2 separate regions of the Mus musculus genome follow, and region 1 is linked to region 2. The links are chromatin contacts, called in public promoter capture Hi-C maps. All regions are on one chromosome and are shown on one strand. Each heading gives the region's core, a stretch centred on a gene start, on an enhancer-like site or on the middle of the called end of the contact. The rest is flanking DNA. Distances are from core to core; before and after follow the strand shown. Region 1 holds the start of Acads (acyl-Coenzyme A dehydrogenase, short chain). Region 2 holds the start of Mvk (mevalonate kinase).

The links. Promoter capture Hi-C pulls out the DNA fragments that hold promoters and counts their contacts.
Region 1: a promoter capture Hi-C map of neutrophils shows a contact between it and region 2, with 3 times the contacts expected there. The contact joins the promoter of Acads here to the promoter of Mvk in region 2. A contact is called at or near these places in 4 of 39 promoter capture datasets (hippocampal neurons, liver, neutrophils and 1 more).

Annotation. Positions count from the first base shown.
Region 1 is chr5:115,118,039-115,120,738 of GRCm38.p6, reverse strand. It overlaps Acads (acyl-Coenzyme A dehydrogenase, short chain), which reads left to right and starts at 1,393. Exons shown (of 10, transcript NM_007383.3): 1 at 1,393-1,514. The coding sequence starts at 1,469.
Region 2 is chr5:114,442,873-114,445,572 of GRCm38.p6, reverse strand. It overlaps Mvk (mevalonate kinase), which reads right to left and starts at 1,304. Exons shown (of 11, transcript NM_023556.3): 1 at 1,210-1,304; 2 at 94-185. The coding sequence starts at 171. Mmab (methylmalonic aciduria (cobalamin deficiency) cblB type homolog (human)) reads left to right here and starts at 1,546. Exons shown (of 9, transcript NM_029956.4): 1 at 1,546-1,697. The coding sequence starts at 1,582.

The sequences.
Region 1 (2,700 bases), core at 144-2,643, 680 kb before region 2:
AGACTGGATGTCAGTGAGCTCCCAGAATCCTTGTCTTTGCAGTCCCCATCGGATGGAATCCTGCACCCAGGTCAAATGGATGCTGGGGTTCCAACTCAGGTCATGCTCACATGTGAAGTCTACCCTCTGCACCACCTCTCAGGCTCCAGTGTCTCTCTTTCGTCTTCCATCCGGTTCTGTCTGGTGACCAGGTAGGGAAGACGGATGGATGACCAGAGGATTGGGCAAAGAGTCAGCACGTTATTTGAAAGCCCCCCCCCCCCTTTAAAGGCAGTTCCAGACTTTGGGGGTGGGGGAAGAAATGGACAGATGGGATCATTTGCAGTCTAAACTACCACCCTCTCTTCAGTGTATTGTTTTCTAGGTAGTGGTGGGCTGTGAAGTTCAGTGAGCAGATATGTAGGGTGCATGTAAACCAGGGAGCTAATGACACTGACAGTCTCTGGGACCGAGCGAAGTTGTTCTGAGGGTGCTAGGACTCAACCCTCAACCCTTGGAGTTAATGGGCAGTACCCCTACTCCCAGCAGGGCTCTGCCCCCCCCCCCCCCACGAGGTGCAGAAGACAGTAGCTCTGTTTCACATTCACATCTGAGGGCTGGAGGGAATCTTCCTGCCCAGCATCCCCATGCAATGGGCTAGATACTGAGCCTTCCAGGCTTTTTGTTTTTTGTTTTGTTTTGTTTTAAAGATTTATTTTATTATTTTATGTACATACACTGTAGCTGTCTTCATACACTCCAGAAGAGGGAGTCAGATCTCATTACGGATGGTTGTGAGCCACCATGTGGTTGCTGGGATTTGAACTCTGGACCTTCGGAAGAGCAGTCGGGTGCTCTTACCCACTGAGCCATCTCACCAGCCCCCTTCCAGCCCTTTTGGAATCCACAGACTAGTGTGAGAGATGAATAGTAAATAAATAAGTAAAATAAAAGGCTGGATGTAAAACTGTGGGCTAGGAATGGTAGCATGAAATCCAGGCAAGAGGGCAAAAGCTGCCTGCCTTGTGTGGCCGAGCAAAGATGGTCAGGGAGCCAGGGATTACGCTGACAGCTGACAGGATGCAGAAGTGGGTGGGCAGGAGTAGGTGCTAGCTCTTCTCTTCTCTCCCTAAAACTGAACCCAGCGCCTTATGTCTGCTAGGCAGGGAGGACCTCCTCACGCCCTCTTTAAACTTTCATTTTGAAGATACTGCAAAGTTGCCCAAGCTGGGCTTGAATTTACTCCGTAATACAGGGAGAACCTGCAATTCTGCCTCAGGCTCAGAAGTCGCTGGAATTAAGTTGACTTCCTGGGTGAGGCCCGGACCCTAGGTCGTGAGCCTGTCTCAGGCCTGCCCCTGCGGCCCGGTGGGCGTGGCCCGGGCTCGGCGCCGGCCCCGCCCCTGCAGCCGTGTGGGCGTGGCCCAGGCCCTGCCCCTGCCGTCCGGAACTCCAGAGCTGCTGCAGGAGGTCCTGGAGGTCTGTGCCCATGGCTGCCGCCTTGCTCGCCCGGGCCCGTGGCCCTCTCCGTAGAGGTGAGTGCGGAGCCCCAGGGCGGGTCACAGGGCGGAGATCCTGGCGGCCGGTCCTGCTGTGGCCCCGGGCAGACGAGTGGGCAGCACCCAGTGGCTGCGCGTGGCCTTTGTCCTAGTTTGGTAGCCTCTGGCCGGTGCAAGGCCCAGACTCTGAGGGATCCGGGCTCCTGCTCGGCGCTTTTCCCGCGGGTCCCTCATCGCCAGCTCCCCTTATGCGGCCCTATCCACACCCCTTACGCCATTTCAGTCCTAGCTGAGGTTCTGGGTGAGTTGGTCCTTCATGGCGGGGGGTGGGGGGAGGGGCTTGGCATTTAACTCCGACCTATGACCTTGGACATAACTCTCAACCTCTCTGCATCAAGTGGTCCAAGTGTCAACTGTTTCCATCCTCAGAGCTCTATTAAATCACAGGATGCATCGTGGTTGGCATCTAACGTGTTTTCTTAACGTTAGCATTTACTTTTTTGTTTGTTTGTTTTTGTTTTGTTTTTCGAGACAGGGTTTCTCTGTATAGCCTTGGCTGTCCTGGAACTCACTTTGTAGACCAGCCAGAAATCCGCCTGCCTCTGCCTCCTGAGTGCTGGGATTAAAGGCGTGAGCCACCACGCCCGGCATACTTATTTTTAATAGTGTTTCCTCTCCTGTGCAGCAGCCCTGACACTATGGCCACCGCTTCCTTTGGCTAATCCAGAGTCACATTAACAATTAGATCAGTGTTAAATAAGCCATTAAGTACTTCTTTAATCTTTCCACTGCCGGGAGCTGAGTTCTGTTCTTGTCCACATTTTATAGAACTCCCAGACCCCAGACCCAGTGAAACTTAAAATCCATTTCCGAGGTGTTGTAAATGGGATTATATGGAGGAAGTGTTTAGCGAGCAGTTAAGCATTCAGTTAGCCTGGGCTTTTCTGTAACACTCTGTTGACATTGTATCAATACATTTTTTTTTTTTTCTATTGAGACAGGGGTGGGGGGGTGGGGGGTGGGGGGGTGGAGTGGTGCTCTTTTTTTTTCTTAAAAGTTTATTTTTATTTTTATTTGTATGAGTGCTTTGCCTGCATGTGTGCCTGCATAAGTGTGCCGTGTCCCACAGAGGCCAGAAGAGTGTGTTGGATCCTCTGGACCTTTCATTACAGACAATTAGCCACTCTGTAGCCTGGTTCCTCTGAAAGAGCAACAAGTGCTC
Region 2 (2,700 bases), core at 55-2,554:
TGGAACTCACTCTGTAGACCAGGCTGGTCTCAAATTCAGAACTGGGATTAAAGGCATGCGCCACCACTGCCCAGCTCCCTGGGGACTTTTTACCTTGCCATGGACCACAGCGTGTTCTCCATGGAGGATGACCTTCCCCGGGGCGGACACCAGCAGGGCTTCTGACAACATGGCTTCTGAGACTTCTGCAAGGAAAGAGAGAGAGAGAGAGAGAGAGAGAGAGAGAGAGAGAGAGAGAGAGAGAAACAAAGTTCCCTAGATGTTAGTTACAAACACCAGGAAGGCTGGGCTTGGAGGTGAACATCTTTCATCCCAGCACTGTGGAGGCAGAGGCAGGTGGATCTCTGGGTGTACGAGGCAAGCCTGGTCTACAGAGTGAATTCCAGGACAGCCAGGAGCATGTAGAGAAACTCCATCCAGAACTACCATCCAGAGCTATGTTCCAGGATGACAGTGCAGTGAGCCAGTCAGGTGGACAATGGGAAAAAAAAAATCTGGGTTCAGACCACAGCTCTTCCGTCCCCAGAATGTCTTATGCCATGAATCTGTTTCCCATATATCAGATAATAGAGGCAATACTGGAGGCTGACTCAAAGGACTACCAGCAGCAAGGCCTGTCTGTCTGGCAAAGTGGCCTCTTGACTATACTGAGCTACTCGGCACTGACAGGTTCTCAGCTCCAGAGTTTATTACCACTGCTGTTGCCAGTAGAAACTGACATGAGCTCAGGCATGGACTGCTTGCCTACTCTGAGGACGGCCATGTGTTTGATGCGTGTGGGAACGCGAGGTTTAGATAAAATCTTGCAGGAGAAAGAATCCTTCCCGGACCTCAAGACCACAACCAACCTGTCACAATCACAAACGCGGCTGCCGGGACTCACCTGTTAACGCCCTGTGTTGCACGTTCAAACAAGAACTTCTGCAAGGCAAGAGTCATGTCACAGAGTGGTTTTGCTGGATTTATGGGTGCATGCATTTTTACGTTGTTATAAATAATGCAAAAATCACCCGGGTTCAAGGCTTCACTGGCCACCCCACTGCACACTAAGTAGCCCAGTCTACGGGACCCTAGTCTAGGGGAAACTGTCCGATCTGAGGTCGCCGAGCGCTCAGATCGAGGACACGAAGGCAGAGAACCGCGGCGCCCGGCCCGGGGTGTCCGGGACCCGGTCCTCACGCCGCCCATCCCGCAGCCCAGGCTTCTCACCTGCCCCGGCCAGCGCCCAAGTGAGCTGAAACCCGGGCCGCAGCTCCCGGTCTTCTCCATATCAGATGGGAGAGTTCCAAGGAGGCGGGTGTGTCTTCCTGAGGCCAATCAGAGAGCTGGAGCTAAGGGCTCCTTTACAGATTGGGTCAAACATTAACCAATGGGAACTTCAAGCAAGCCGAAATTGCCTCGCCTCTTTCTACAAGTAATCCAATGGGAATCAAGAGCTGGGGAGTGCCCCGCCCTGGTGCGAGTGCCCCAGGCCAATAGGAAACAGCGATTGAGAGGTGGCGCGGCCGGCTGCGGGGCGGAGTCATCCCCGGGCCTGGACGGGTGCCTAGCCGGGTCAGTCTTGGATGCGTTACCGTGCGCATGGCTGTGTGGCTCTTTGGGGGTCGCCTCGGCCTGCGCGGGCGTCTCAGCGCCTGCAGACTGCTGTGTCCCCGTTTCCAGAGCCGTGGCCCTCAGGGCGGGGAAGACGGGGACAGGTGAGTTTCAGGCCTGGAGAGTAACTCAACACGGAGGAGGAACGGTTGTTTCCGTGGGTACATCACACCGATGACGTGCTCTATGTGGCCTGACGTCACTGGGCTCGTCATGGCGTCAGAGGCCAGGATTTCCTCCCCAAGTTCTAACGGAGTCTAGCTGTGGTCAGTCAGGGCAGGGGCATGCTCTTGTGGGTTTTGTCCGGCCTCCCCAAGCAGTTTGTTTGGATTAGGATTAAGACACCAGGAAGACATGGTAACACTTAGAAACTTGCATAGGGACTTGCAGACTACCATGACCTCATGATCAGCGTTCCCTGTCCAGTCCTCTGACTTTGAAATAATTTTGTGAATTCACATTTTAATTTTAAGTTATGCACTGCTAGTTGAAAATGGCAGAGTCGGGGTTCATTCGCAGTCCTCAAAAAAAAAAAAATTAAGTTAAAATAGCATTTTTGAAATTCCATTTTGACAGTGTATTTTTTTTTTTCCTTGACACTGAAAAATCTTAGAAAAGTGCAAGTGGCCTAGTTTTCTTTCCCCCAGAAGTGCTAACTTCTGTGTTGGGGTTAGAAGAGACAAGAGTTTGGGGAGGGTAATGGACCAGGTCAGGCTTACAGTAGAAGGGTTTTGGGCATGAATCCCAGCCCAGTCTCTTCCTGGAGATCTAGGAAGTTGAATCTTTGTGGGCTCCAGTTTCCTCAACGGAGAAGCGTATGGCTAACTTTGGGAGTGTGGGAGAAGCTGAAGGGCAGTTCCAGGAGCTAGCGGCTTTAGCCCACTGTGGAGCTAGGGCTACATGGAGTGACCAGTTAGTCCTTCCTGCCAGTATTTGCCAAGAATCTTTATTGAGCAGTATGCTACAGCAGCTGCTGTACAGGTAGAGACAGGGACAGGAAGCTGTCAGGAAGGGGCAGCGGGGAAATGGCTGACGGGAGATTGCCATCCCAGAGGCAGAGAAGTGCTGCCCCTGAGGTTGCAGACTGAAAGCTGGGCGTCACTCCCC